Regions from separate parts of the Muntiacus reevesi genome. Here region 1 is linked to region 2. Evidence: chromatin contacts called from public Hi-C data. All regions are on one chromosome and are shown on one strand. The core of a region is the stretch at or near the end of the contact, and the rest is flanking DNA. Distances in the headings are between cores, read along the strand shown. Region 1 holds the start of ELL2 (elongation factor for RNA polymerase II 2). Region 2 holds the start of RFESD (Rieske Fe-S domain containing).

What was found. A called contact is a pair of places that touch in the nucleus more often than the background predicts.
Region 1: a contact with region 2 is called in a Hi-C map of muscle, with 3 times the contacts expected there. The contact joins the promoter of ELL2 here to the promoter of RFESD in region 2. A contact is called at or near these places in 2 of 3 Hi-C or Micro-C datasets (blood and muscle).

What each region holds. Positions count from the first base shown.
Region 1 is chr1:271,246,912-271,254,189 of mMunRee1.1, reverse strand. It overlaps ELL2 (elongation factor for RNA polymerase II 2), which reads left to right and starts at 5,010. Exons shown (of 12, transcript XM_065918138.1): 1 at 5,010-5,301. The coding sequence starts at 5,143. It overlaps LOC136155962 (a long non-coding RNA gene), which reads right to left and starts at 4,859. Exons shown (of 6, transcript XR_010660891.1): 1 at 4,824-4,859.
Region 2 is chr1:270,942,034-270,949,108 of mMunRee1.1, reverse strand. RFESD (Rieske Fe-S domain containing) reads right to left here and starts at 2,233. Exons shown (of 4, transcript XM_065917805.1): 1 at 2,090-2,233.

The sequences.
Region 1 (7,278 bases), core at 3,761-6,260, 300 kb before region 2:
GGGATGGTCTTGATCCCTGTCTCCTGTACAATGTCATGAACCTCTGTCCACAGTTCATCAGGCACTCTGTCCCTTAAATCTACTTCTCACATCCACTGTATAGTCATCAGGGATTTGATTTAGGTCATACCTGAATGGTCTAGTGGTTTTCCCTACTTTCTTCAATTTAAGTCTGAATTTGGCAATAAGGAGTTCATGATCTGAGCCACAGTCAGCTCCTGGTCTTGTTTTTGCTGACTGTACAGAGCTTCTCCATCTTTGGCTGCAAAGAATATAATCAATCTGATTTTGGTGTTAACCATCTGGTGATGTCCATGTGTAGAGTCTTCTCTTGTGTTGTTGGAAGAGGGTGTTTGCTATGACCAGTGCGTTCTCTTGGCAAAACTCTATTAGCCTTTGCCCTGCTTCATTCTGTACTCCAAGGCCAAATTTGCCTTGCGCTTTGCTGGAGCAGCCGTAAAGAGATACTCCACATCCAAGGTAAGAGAAAATCTGTGTTTAGGCAACAAATATTTATGTGCCTCCTGTAGGTACTGCACCCTTATTCGCTATGAACATTTGGTGAAGTTCCTGTACAACCATAAAACTACTACTTCAGTTGTGTCCAAGGAAAGGAGCAGATTTTTGCACAGGACTGGGTAAAGTCTTGAAGGAAGAGCAGTGCAATGCTGTGGGATCAAACCCAATAGGAGGCAAAGAGGCATAAGGAAGAGAGAATTCCAAGGGGAAAGAATTCGCATCTGGATATTCCTCCAGAGAGCTCAGCTATAATTCTGTAAGGTTCTGTGTTCTCTTTTCATAATAGAAATTACTGCCTTGTATTAAGATGCTGTTGTTGTTCAGTCGCTCAGTCGTGTGCAACTCTTTAGACCCCAAGGATTGCAGCATGCCAGGCTTCCCTGTCCTTCACCATCTCCCAGAGCTTGCTGAAACTCACGTCCATTGAGTCAGTGACGTCATCCAACCATCTCATCCTCATCCTCCTGCCTTCAATCTTTCCTAGCATCAAGGTTTCTAATGAGCTGGCTCTTCACATCAGGTGACCAAAGTACTTCAGTTTCAGCATCAGTCCTTCCAATGAATATTCAGGACCGATTTCCTTTAGGATTGACTGGTTTGATCTCCTTGCAGTCCAAGGGACTCTCAAGAGTCTTCTCCAACACCACAGCTCAAAAGCATCAATTCTTTGGCCCTCAGCCTTCTTTATGGTCCAACTCTCACATCCATACTGGACTACTGGAAAAACCATAGCTTTGACTTGACGACCTTTGTCAACAATGTCTCTGCTTTTTATTACGCTATCTGGGTTAGTCACAGCTTTTCTTCCAAAGAGCAAGCGTCTTTTAATTTCATGGCTACAGTCACCATCTGCAGTGATTTAGGAGCCCATTTTTTAATAGTTCCTACTAATATCTTCAAATTGGATTAACACATTAGTAGGAACTATTCTATAAGTGGCTTTAAGAAATAACTCTCAAAAGTACTAAGATATGTATCAATATAAGACAGAAAGGCCTTTCCACACTGAAAAGCATTACAGCAGAGATTGAAAACTAGAAAGCTGTGAGCTAACTCAGGCCAAGCAACTTTAATGTCCACAAAATGTTAGGTGCCAATATAAACTTAGAAAGCTCATGTAAAAATGTTTGATTTACAGCTTTTCTTGAAAAATTACAACATCAGACAACATTGGGCCCCTGCATGCCCCTAGCAGCAAACAGCCAGACCAGAAAGTCACTGAGCCTTTTAATCACCCATAACTCACCACGGTCCAGCACCTTCAGTACCTATGGCATACTGTCTGGCTTATTTGGGTACCTAATGGTCCCTGAAGGCACCTGAATTGGTGACTTCAGTTTCAAAGGAGAAGTGAGAAACTGTCATTAAATACATGGCAACTCAGAAAGAGGGGTGACCCAGCACTTGAAGGCCAGTGGTGGCCTTAATGTTCACACAACCTCTGTCTGCAATGCACACTAGACATGAGAGATAGAGCAGGTCCAGAACCAGGTCACTTCCTTTTAGCCTTTTTTCTGCACTGAATTATCATATAAGAGATTTCTTCTCAGTTATTAAGTCTAAACAATAGCTACCTCAGTCTAAATAGTGACTAGAACAATACTAAAAGAGTTGATGCAGACTCTGCCTCTTCTAGTTGTAATAGATTAGGCAGCTTGCTTTTAAATTAATGGTGTCTCAGCCTCCTCATTCATAAAATGAATGAGTTTAGCTAGAATCATCATTAAGATCACTTTTAGCTGGCCCCTCCCCATCTATACCAGCTCTACTTATCTAGAATCTACTAAAACCACAAAAAATGTTCAAGGTCTACACCTCTACAAAACTTCTCCAGACTCTTTCTTTGAAGTTTAAGCTCATAAACTCTACCACCCAAATTTAGCACTTACTAATTCTCTAATCTCTTTGCTTTGAGTTTGTTGGTTCCTTCCCCATATTCAAACAGAAAATCCCTTTAAATAAGAGTCTATGCTGTTTAATTTTTAAATATTCCACAGCATTTTACATTTATTTAGCGTTCAATAATTGTTTGTCAATGAAACTGAGTAATAACAAGAAACTGAAAATAACTATAAAATGGCAAACTTCCCAAAGAGCTACTTTCATCAGCCCCCTGAGAAAGAATTACCCTTATCAGCATCACAACTTGCCCAACAGATTCAGGCAGGCATAATGTGTACTTTGTAGTGAAGAAACACATAACTGGATTACCCTATTACTTTGTATTAACACATGGTCATTGCTTCCTTCCACAGTTGAAATGCTCCAAAGGGAGAAAATACAAACATTAACTCACTACAATAATATACTGTAATACTCGCTGAAAGATTAGGTTACTCACTAAAATACAGCATGAAAAATTTTTTCTTATCACAACTAAGAAAAAAAAATCAATTTCTATTAAGTGCCTGCAGGTCAGACATTTAAAAACTACAGTGAAAACCACCCTTCCCCACTCCTTCCCCACCCTATGGATGTCATCAGAAGTTCTGAGTAAGAGGAGGCCAAGTTAAGATGCCATGTGGGCGGGGATTTACCCACCTTCACCAAAAAAGGAATGGTATACAGGTTTTACTTGTTCTGGTCAGTCTCCCCCACCCCCACCCCCAAATAATTAAAGCTTTGGATATGTGGTCAGTCCTTCCCTATTAAAGTAAAGCCAACAGGAGAAAAGAATAATTCAAGTATGAAATTACTTTTTAAATTATTTTGTGATTGCCTGGTTTATTTAATGAATTTAAGATAGTTAAACACTAGTAAACTAGATTAACAAGTGTTAATCATGTCTTAACAGCTAGCAGAATCTAGTGGATTGAAATTAAGTCCATTTCAAAAATGCTTTCCTGGTAACAACACTTAATACAGGCGTTTCCACTTAACCCATATTCTATGGAAGAAGGATTCGTTCAGTAATTTGTTTACAGGACGAATCTGTAATCTGTTCTGTCATCTGTAAGGCTCAAGGGTCTGAATCAAGAGGTAGTGTGCATGAACGGTAGAGGATTGATTAAAAGCGGGAGGTGAATCATGGAAAACTCCCCCTTGGACCTGTCTGGAAAAAAATAATGGCACTATCCAATTTAAAAGTATGGGAAACACTGATTAAATGCCTATACATTTTTTTTCTGGGGAAATCCCTGTCAAACGCAACGGAGTTTTATAATCTGAGGGAAACAAAAAAGAGTCTCAAAATTTTTTTAAGTAATTAAAAAAAAAAAAAGACCTTGCAGTAGTTTCAAGCCTTTGAATAGCTTGCTTTTTTAATATCTGGCGTCGCTGATCCCCGGTTAACTCATCGTCTGACGGGAAGCCTGTCCAGTCGATCCACACGCAGCGCTGAAGAGCGCTCGGGATTAGGCGTCTTCCCTTAGCCACGCCCACACACGGAGCGTCGCGAGGAACGGAAAGTGCGCCCAGCCTCCTCACCCCCTCACACGCCAGTCTCCTCCACTTAATAGCAACAGCTCAAACACCTCCCTGTCAAATGAAACGGACAGAACTCAGACTAAACCGGGGCATGATGTCGCTGTGTCTCTTAATATAAGTGAAGGCCACTTAAACTCTCCTACTGCCCTTCGAAAGGAAAACCCTAAGTGCCGCCCCAAGTCCCATGCGTGCATGCATAATTTATACACAACCCTGCGCCTACTTTGGAGAAGTCCAAAGGAACGGAATACATTTCTCTCTCCAGGATGGCAACCGGGCACGGCGTGGGAAAACCCTTCAATTTCCGTTTTCTGCTGTGCCCACAGCACCAAAGCGTCAGGCACTGGTTCCTAAGCTAGTTTCACGTTCGTTAAGAGGCTTCACACAATCTAGCAGAATTCTTCAAAGCCGGGGGCCAACTCGCTAATTTCAAATTTCGGGCCAAATGATGAAGAAGAGCGTCCTTCTCCCCAGTTCCAGCCGCTCATCAAAGCGACGAGTTCTGAGGAGCGACTCTCCACAAGTGACTGCGAGCTTCCCTCATACGCACACATCCTACTCCACAGGCTAAAGCAGCCGTCGGGGAACGAAGTCCTTACTTGGCCACCAATTTGGGGTAGGGAATCTCCCTCTCCAAGGACCACCAGCACAGGAAGAGAGTCTCCCCCCCTACACTCCCAGCTCTCTGTACCCCTCAAGGAGCGGGGCTCGGACTCCAGGGAATCAGACCAGGCAACCTGGACACCCTAAACTAGCAGGAGGCTCCCCCACAAACACCCCCAAACCAGCCTGGCCAATGGCCGCCAGTGAGGCAAGCCCACCAGGCGTGACGTCAGGTGTGATTAAGTTGGCGCGTCACCTCGACGTCAGCCTCTCACCTCTCGGACGTCCCGTCCCGGGAGCAAAACTCCGGCGACTTTGAGCTCCGCCCCCGTGAGAGTGGGAGGCGGCCAATAAGGGCGGTCCTAAGGAGCCCCGGGGGCCAATGAGACGAGCCCGGGGCGGGGCGCGAGACCGGAGGGCGGGGCGGGCGGCGGCCGTGGCCGCCGGAGGTCTGGCCTGCGCGCAGTATATGACAGTACGTCAGCAGCGGGATGGCCGTAGCTGTGGCGGCGGCTGCAGACGCCCGAGCAGCCGCGGCCGCAGTGGAGGCTGAAGCCCGAGCGGCGTCGGCGGCGGCACCCCGGGGAGTTTAAGATGGCGGCGGGGGGGGCGGCGGCGGCGGCGGCGGGCCTGCGGGAGGAGCAGCGTTACGGGCTGTCGTGCGGGCGACTGGGACAGGACCACATCACCGTACTGCATGTGAAGCTCACCGAGACGGCGATCCGCGCGCTCGAGACCTACCAGAGCCACAAGGTGAGGCCGGGCGGCTGAGCCGGCCCGGGCTCGGACAGAGGGGAGAGGGCGTCCCCGGCCGCGCCGCCCCCTGTCCGACCCGGCGGCACCTGGCTCGGGGCCGGCGGAGCGGTGACTCGCCTCGGCTGCCGTCCGCGCGCGCCGCGGTGGGGCCGGGCAGGGCCGGGCTAGGGTGGCTGACGGCCGCCACCGTCCGGGGCCGGCCGGGCGCCGGGGCGTGTGGCCGGGGGAGGCGAGCGGGCGGGCGGGCGGCCCCTGGCGGCGGGGCCGAGGCCGCCGCAGCCCCTGAGCCGCGGGGACTTTCCGACGGCGCCCGCGGGGCTTTTCTAGCCTTTTCGGTCCCGCTGAGGGAGAGAGGCAACCAGGGAAGAGACGAGTGAGATGGCTCCTCTGCCCCCACGACGTTTGGGGGTGGATGGGGGGAGGGCAGCGTCCAGATACCGAACGGAGAGGACCGGCTGGCACTAGCCGTCCGCTTTTGGTGGGGTGAGGGGGAGAGTCCTAACCGTAGAGCCGCGGAGAGACCGGGACCCAGGCGCTCCGCGTGTGAAGGTGGGACACACACTTACCGCAGGCACTTGGGGCCACACGGGCGGTCGCGTACGGGGCGTGGAGGGGTGGGTGGGGTGGGTGCCCACCGTGTACTCGCAGAGGCTGACACGGGCGCTCCGCGTCCGCGGGCGGAGGGGGGCACACCTTACACTTGGAGGGAGTCGGGCACAGGGGCGCTTCGCGTTCCCAGAGAACCGGGGAGTCACACACACACACACACACACACACACACACACACACAGCGCTCACCCGGGAGCAAGGACCTCGGTCCCCGAGAGAGGAGGATTCTCGGTGGCTCCGCATCCCCCAAAGACGCGTCGCTCGCGGCTGGGGCGGACTCACTGACCTAGAGAGAGACCGGGATCGGGGTGCGGGGCTTGGGGAGGTGGTTACACAGCATTCTGGGCAGACTCGGGTGTCGCACCCCGCTCCGCCTTCCGGAGAGAGACCCGTGGACACACACACGCACAACTCGAGCTCAGCGAAGGCTCACAGACTCGGCGGTTGGAGGACAAACCAAGGAACGCGTTTGCAGGTTTTAAAAAAATAAATGAGAGAGGGTGGAAGGCACTGCCAAGGGACGCAGCAAGCGGAGTGCCTGGGGACGCCGTTTATGGCCATGCAGTACCGTGTGTGGGTGAGGGAGGCAGAGTGGACGCATCGTGAAAGGGAAGGCATAGATCATCTGAGAGACCGGTTAACAGTCGCTCCGAGAAGAGAGACATCCGTGGAGGAGAGAACCCGCAGGGCATCCCGACGAAGAGCCGAGCCCATGCCAAGGAAACACGCACCGATTAACTGATCTCATAAAGCAGGCGCAGAGGCCGGGAGGACACCCGGACACACACAGTTGTTCAGATAAAAGTGGAGAAAGGAATTAACATCTGTTGAGCTCCCACTAGTGCCAGGCACTTTAAATGCTTCGAAGGAAGGCCCAGAGCCATATGCAAAACGGCAGGAGAGGTGTGAACCTGGGCCAAGGGAGACTTAACCTTCAGAGGCGCCCCCATACAGAAGGCTGCACGCAGGGGGAGCACGCGGCTGTGCACCGCTCGAGAAGTGCCAGAACTCCCCTAACAGTGTACGTGTAAACAGCAGGAGACACTCAGGGACATGCCCGCAGATGGCACTCACAGATTGAGTGGGCGCATGAATGTACATTCCAGGGCATATGTGTTACCCACCAGAGACTACAAAAACTACAGGAGTGCAGGGAGGAGGGCGTGCACAAGGAGAAGCCTTGCACACACCTGTGAAATCTCAGGGGGGGGAAAGGTCTCAGGTATAACTGGGAAGTCAATGTATACTCAGCAGTAGGAAGGCGAGGAAATAAAGAAAAACTGCTTGTGTCAGTAGCTACTCGTAGACAGGTGCATCTGCAGGGGAGAGAGCAGCGCCAGCATGGAGTGCGAGGCCCCGAGTGCG
Region 2 (7,075 bases), core at 984-3,483:
AGTTCAGTCGCTCAGTCGTGTTCGACTCTGCAACCCCATGGACTGCAGCATGCCAGGCCTCCCTGTCCATCACCAACTCCTGGAGTTCACTCAGACTCATGTCCACTGCTTTGGTGAGGCCATCCAACCATCTCATCCTCTGTCGTACCCTTCTCCTCCTGCCTTCAATCTTTCCCAGCATCAGGGTCTTTTCAAATGAATCAGCTCTTCACATCAGGTGGCCAAAGTATTAGAGTTTCAGCTTCAACATCAGTCCTTCCAATGAATATTCAGGACTGATTTCCTTTAGGGTGGACTGGTTGGATCTCCTTGCAGTCCAAAGGACTCTCAAGAGTCTTCTCCAACACCACAGTTCAAGATCATCAATTCTTTGGCGCTCAGCTTTCTTTATAGTCCAACTCTCACATCCATACATGACTACTGAAAAAACCAATAGCCTTGACTAGATGGACCTTTGTTGGCAAAATAATATCTCTGCTTTTTAATATGCTGTCTAGGTCGGTCATGGTTTTTCTTCCAAGGAGCAAGAGTCTTTTAATTTCAGGGCTGCAGTCACCATCTTCCCTAACAATTTAAAAGTTGAGCAGCCAGTCCTGGAATCCGCAACTGTCATCTGCGACATTAGAGGCCTTAGAGTAGCAAGTGTGCTCACCTGGGTTTGAACCCCGGCTCTGTGTAACTTGTGAGAAGTCGCCTAATTTCACTGCGCTGCAGTGTGTGCAGCTATAACGAAGTCCTGCAATGAGGATGGTGGTGAGGGACAGAAGTCTCAGGATAGTCAAGTGTCCAGGGTGGGTCCTGGGCGTGGTAAACTACGCAATCATTGTGGCGGTCCTCTCTTAAGGGTCCCCCCAGCTCTGATAGCCTGTGAGCAAGGACTTCAAGCTGTGTTAAACGTTTGAGTCAAGACAACCTGCAGTTGTCAACACCAAGCTCAAGAACCAGAGACAACGGGAGCATGGCTGTCAAGACGTGGGTGATCATTCTGCCTGCAGACTTCAGGAGATGGATACCCAAGAGGGCTATCCACAGCTGGGGCTGTGGCAACTCTGGGGCAGGTTTTATATGCTTCAAAGCAATAATGCTAAGAAGAGTGAAAGTCGCTCAGTCCTGTTCGACGTTTTGGAATTCTTCAGGCCAGAATACTGGAGTGGGTAGTCTTTCCCTTCTCCAGGGGATCTTCCCAACCCAGGAATAGGAATCAGAGTCTCCTGCATTGCAGGCGGATTCTTTACCAACTGAGCTATGAGGGAAGCCCAATGCCAGGAAAACTTGTTAAAAAACGGCCCATGGAGGCAGCTGTTAAAAAGCAGAGACATTATTTTGCCAACAAAGGTCCGTCTAGTCAAGGCTATGGTTTTTCCTGTAGTCATGTATGGATGTGAGAGCTGAGCCATAAAGAAAGCTGAGCACAGAATTGATGCTTTTGAACTGTGGTGTTGGAGAAGACTCTTGAGAGTCCCTTGGACTGCAAGGACATCCAACCAGTCCATCCGAAAGGAAATCAGTCCTGAATATTCATTGGAAGGAGTGATGCTGAAGCTGAAACTCCAATACTTTGGCTACCTGATGCAAAGAACTGACTCATTTGAAAAGACCCTGATGCTGGCAAGATTGAAGGCGGGAGAAGCGGATGACAGAAGATGAGATGGTTGGACGACATCACCCACTCAGTGGACATGAGTTTGAGTAAACTCTGGGAGTTGGTGATGTACAGGGAGGCCTGGTCTGCTGCAGTCCATGGAGTCGCAGAGTCGGACACGACTGAGCAACTGAACTGAACTGAATGGAAGCTGCAGGTCCGGAGTGAGGACCAGCCTTGACGGTGAACAAGCTCGATGGGCTAACAGCGCCCAGGCGGAAGCCTGCGCTGAGGGTTCACGGATATGGAGAGCAGCGTCTAGGGCGGCGGGGCCGCAGCGCTCACAAGAGCCGGGAGGAAAATCAGCAGGGCAACCGCGAACCCACTCCCGGTCTCCGCCGCCGCCGGAAGCCCGAGCCCCGGCCCGCCGCCCGGCCGGAAGCGGCGAGTCTCGCGAGCTCCGCCCCGCGCACGGCCGCCCAACCCCGCGGCGGGAATAGAACTTACCTTCCCCGGCTCCCTGCCCCACCTCCGCGAGACCCGGCCGCAGCGCCCCCGCGTGAGGATACTGAGCCGGCCAGGGAAACCGGAGGCCGCGTGGCGCTCCGCGTGACGGGGCGGGGCGGGGCGCCGCCGCCCACGTGACCCAGCGCGCCCGCCCCCGGGGCGGCCTCTGAGGCGTCGCCGGCTGCCGACCCCGCGTGACCGCGACCGCCGTCTCGCAGCGCTCCGCCGGGACCTCCGAAGTGACCGTCTCAGTCGTGTGTTTTACAGACGTAGGCTTCCCCAGTTCTTTTAAAACGTTTGTTGAGCCCACCACATTTATCTAGATTTTGAACTCACCCAGGGGTCTTCTAGAAATTTACCTCATAAAAATATTTACTAGAGTTCGTCGCGATGCGTATGATCCATGTATAATGGTGTATATTGAACTCACTCAGGGGTCTTACATCTAGAAATTTACCTCATAAAAATATTTAGAGTTCGTCACGATGCATATAATCTATGTATAATGGTGTTCATTGAACTCACCCGGAGTCTGTCTTCTAGAAATTTGCCTCATAAAAATACTTAGTAGAGTTCGTCACGATGCGTATGATCTGTGTATAATGGTGTTTATTGAACTCACTCAGTGGTCTGTCTTCTAGAAATTTACCTCATAAAAATATTTACTAGAGTTCCTCACGATGCATATAATGTATAATGGTGTTTATTGCCAGGCAAGTGACAATAGCCCAAATGAGCAACAGCTGGGAAGTGGTTAAAAACTGTGTAGACATGTGAATTACTTTCTAACCACATACTCAACAGCACGATTCATGATGTAATGAATGAATTTGCTACAAAGTGTGGAATACTGTGCAGTATGCTTTCTTTGGTGTAAATGAAAGTTATTTCTCTAGATACAAATAATGCAGACATATGCACATAAGCTTAAAAAATTGGGTCTTTAAACTTGGGGGAAGATGGGTTTCACTTTCATGTTTTGAACTTTGTGACTTTGTTTTTTTCTGTTTATATTTCTGTGAGAAAAAAAAAACCCCAAAAACCCTGCACACATACATGTGTTCAAGTTGGAAGCTAGATGAGTCTGATAGGTTTTTATTTTTTTAACTGGAGGAAAATTGCTTTATAAAAATCAGCCGGTATTATACATATATCCCGAGCTTGAGCATGCCACCCATCCCCACTTTCCACCCCTCTAGGTCTTCACAGAGCGTCAAGCCGGGCTCCCTGTGTAATATAGCAATTTTTCACCAGTTATCTCTTTTACATGTGGTAGTGCATGTGTCAGTGTAACTTTCTCCTTTTCTCCCAGTCTTTCCTTCCACTGTGTCCATGAGTCCCTTCTGTATACCTGTGTCTCCATTCCTTCCCTGTGAATAGGTTCATCAGTATCATTTTTCTAAATTCCATATGTATGCGTTAATAGACTATATTTGTTCTTCTGAATTACCTCACTCTGTAGTACAGGCTCTAGGTTCATCCCCCTTACTAGAACTGTCTCAAATTTGTTCTTTTTTATTGCTAATATTCCATTGTATATGTGTTCCACATCTTCTTTATCCATTCATCTGTTGATGGATTTCTAGGTTGCTTCCATGTCCTCAGTTCAGTCGCTCAGTTGTGTCTGACTCTGCAACCCCAATGGACTATTGCACGCCTGGCCTCCCTGTCCATCACCAACTCATGGAGCTTGCTCAAAGTCACGTCCACTGAGTCGGTGATGCCATCCAACCATCTCATCTTCTGTTGTCCCCTTCTTCTCCCACCTTCAGTCTTTCCCAGCATCAGGGTCTTTTCAAATGAGTCAGCTCTTCGGATCAGGTGGCCAAAGTATTGGAGTTTCAGCTTCAACATCAGTCCTTCCAATGAACATTCAGGACTGCTTTCCTTTAGGATGGACTGGTTGGATCTCCTTGCAGTCCAAGGGACTCTCAAGAGTCTTCTCCAATACCGCAGCTCAAAAGCATCAATTCTTCAGTGCTTGATTTTCTTTATAGTCCAACTCTCACATTAATACTTGGAGAAGGCAATGACACCCCCACTCCAGTACTCTTGCTTGGAAAATCCCATGGACGGAGGAGCCTGGTAGGCTGCAGTCCATGGGGTTGCTAATAATCGGACATGACTGAGCAACTTCACTTTAACTTTTCATTTTCATGTGTTGGAGAAGGAAATGGCAACCCACTCTAGTGTTCTTGCCTGGAGAATCCCAGGGATGGGGGAGCCTGGTGGGCTGCCGTCTATGGGGTCACACAGAGTCGGACATGACTGAAGCAACTTAGCAGCAGCAGCACATTAATACTGCTGTGAATATTGGGGAACATGTGTGAGTCTGATAGGTTTTTAAAGTTTCCTTGGCTATCTTCTAATGCAGTGGTTCCTTGGTCACACTTTAGTCACCTGGGAGTCATGATTCTCGACCAATGAAATAAATCTCTAGGGGTCATGGGAGGAGAGGGAATCAACATTTTTTTTTTCTCTAAGTTCCTCAGTGACTCCAGTGCAACTTTAAGGTTGAAAGCCACAGTCTGCATTTAACATGCTGACATACTGATCTCAGATCCTAGAGAGGTCAGGGGCAGCTGAAACCCTGGGACCCCGTTCATTGACCACAGTATGCCATATAAATGCCTTTTTTTCCCCCTCTATAAGCCAAAACGTGTAAAAGATTGAGAAGCTCAGAATAATGAATTTGTGTACCTAGCTATTTTTTTAGTGGGCCACACCCTGAAGCACTGGGAAACTAGTTCCCTGGTCAGATATCAAACAAGGTCCCCCTGCTTTGGGAATGCAAAGTTTTAGACACTGGACCACTAGGGAACTTCCTAACCATCTAATTTTGATGAATCATCTTACCAAAGTGATAATAAAATATATTTGGATTTATTATAATTTAAATTATCTGTTAACTGTCTCAAATTATTTTACCAGCACATGGAGTGTGTTAGCAGTACTCATCTTGTGTCATTGAAGAACTATGTAAGAACTTTTAATGAAAAGTTCTTTCTTGCTTTGTTACAGTTTGGCATTAAGGAGCTTCCCAGGTGGATCTAGTGGTAAAGAACCCTCCTGCCAATGCAGGAGACGTAAGAACCACGGGTTTGATTCCTGAGTTTGGAAGATCCTCTGGTGAAGGGAATGGCTACCCACTCCAGTATTCTTGCCTGGAGAATTTCATGGACCTCAAGAGGAGCCTGGAGGACTACCATCCATGGAGTTGCAAAGAGTTGCACGTGATTGAAGCAACTTAGCATGCACGCAGGGGCATTAAAATAAAACACATCTTAGATCCACTGATCTTAAATCTGATTTTGAATTAATTGAAGCTCTCACAGATATGTGGTCAGGTTGGTATCACAGCAGATATGTACTCATGGCTACACAAGAAAAGACTTGAAAGACTTGAAAAAGTTTCTTATACCTTTACCTAAAGTATTAGTATGGTTGGTCACATGAAAATATTAAATGCTTAGAAAACTGTAGTGGGTGGCAGAATAAACTATCTCTCTCAGCTTCTGAGACACGCACAAAGGTACGTGCCCAGCCTACCTGGCACAGGGCGTGAGCTAACAGCGGGAACCCATAAAGCCCATTTGAAAGTCATTAGGAAAATGTGTTAGTCTCTGAGTTGTGTCTCTTTGTGACTCCACGGACTGTAACGTACCAGGCATCTCTGTCCATGGGATTCTCCAGGCAAGAATGCTGGAGTGGGTTGCCATTCCTTTCTCCAGGGGATCTTCCCGACCCAGGGATCGAACCTGAGTCTCCTGCATTGCAGGCAGATACATTACCATCTGAGCCACCAGGGAAGCCCCAGAGTCATTACATGCAGAATAAAATTCATGATTTCTACTGTCATTTCCTTTTCCTTTCCTCACTCCCTCCTTTCCTTCCTTTCTCCTTCTCTTCCTCCCTCTCCCCTTCCTCCCCCCCACCCCTTTTGTTGCAATAGAACAGTTCCAGTCAGTGTAGGCAACACTTCCACAAAATTCTACCTGAGGACATTTGGGGGTAGTTTCTACTTCTCTTCTTGGAACTAATTTTTATGTCTGTGCCTTCCTCCATTTGTTCTTTCAGCCTTCCCTTTCCTACTAGTGACACCTAGTGGTAACCCTGGCAAGGAGTTTTGTTCCCAATCACCAAAAACATCTATTCCTCTGTGATCTTGCCCTTCAATATCTTTGTCTATAAACACTTACAAATGTCCCCTCCTACCTTTGTGAACCCCCTGCTCTTTTTTATAAAATTAATTTATTTATTTGGCTGTGCTGGGTCTTATTTGTGGTACATTGGGTCTTGCATCTTCACTGTGGCATGTCAGTTCAGTTGCTCAGTCCTGTCTGACTCTTTGCGACGCTATGGACTGCAGCACGTCAGGCCTCCCTGTCCATCACCAACTCCCAGAGTTTACTCAACCTCATGTCCATTGAATCGGTGATGCCATCCAGCCATCTCGTCCTCTGCCATTCCCTTCTCCTCCCACCTTCAATCTTTCCCAGCATTGTGGCATGTAGGATATTTTTTTTCTCAGTTAGGCCATGCAGGCTCTTGGTTGTGACACATGGAATCCAGTTCCCTGACCAGGGATCGAACCTGGTGCCCCTTGCCCCACCCCCCTCACCTTGTATTGGAAACACAGGGTCTTAACCATTGGACCACCAGGGAACTCATCTCCTACTCTACTCCTAGGATCAAGCTGTTATTAGGCAAGCTTTTCTGAGACCAAACCCTTCCTTCTGAGAGGTTCAAAAACTGCCTTCAGTACTAAGCCAAAGTTCATCTTGTGAGCTAGTGAGAACCTTTGTATGTTGCTAGTATCACTACAGGAAAGTTTGAAGAGTATCCTCCAATCTGGATTTGCTACCTCTTCAAACCAGAAAAGGGTGATAACACAGCCTGTATTTGGCCATTGGGATTACGATCATGAGAAAGTGACGATGACTTTATATACCACCTATCTGCTGACAACTCCAAAATGAAAGTTTA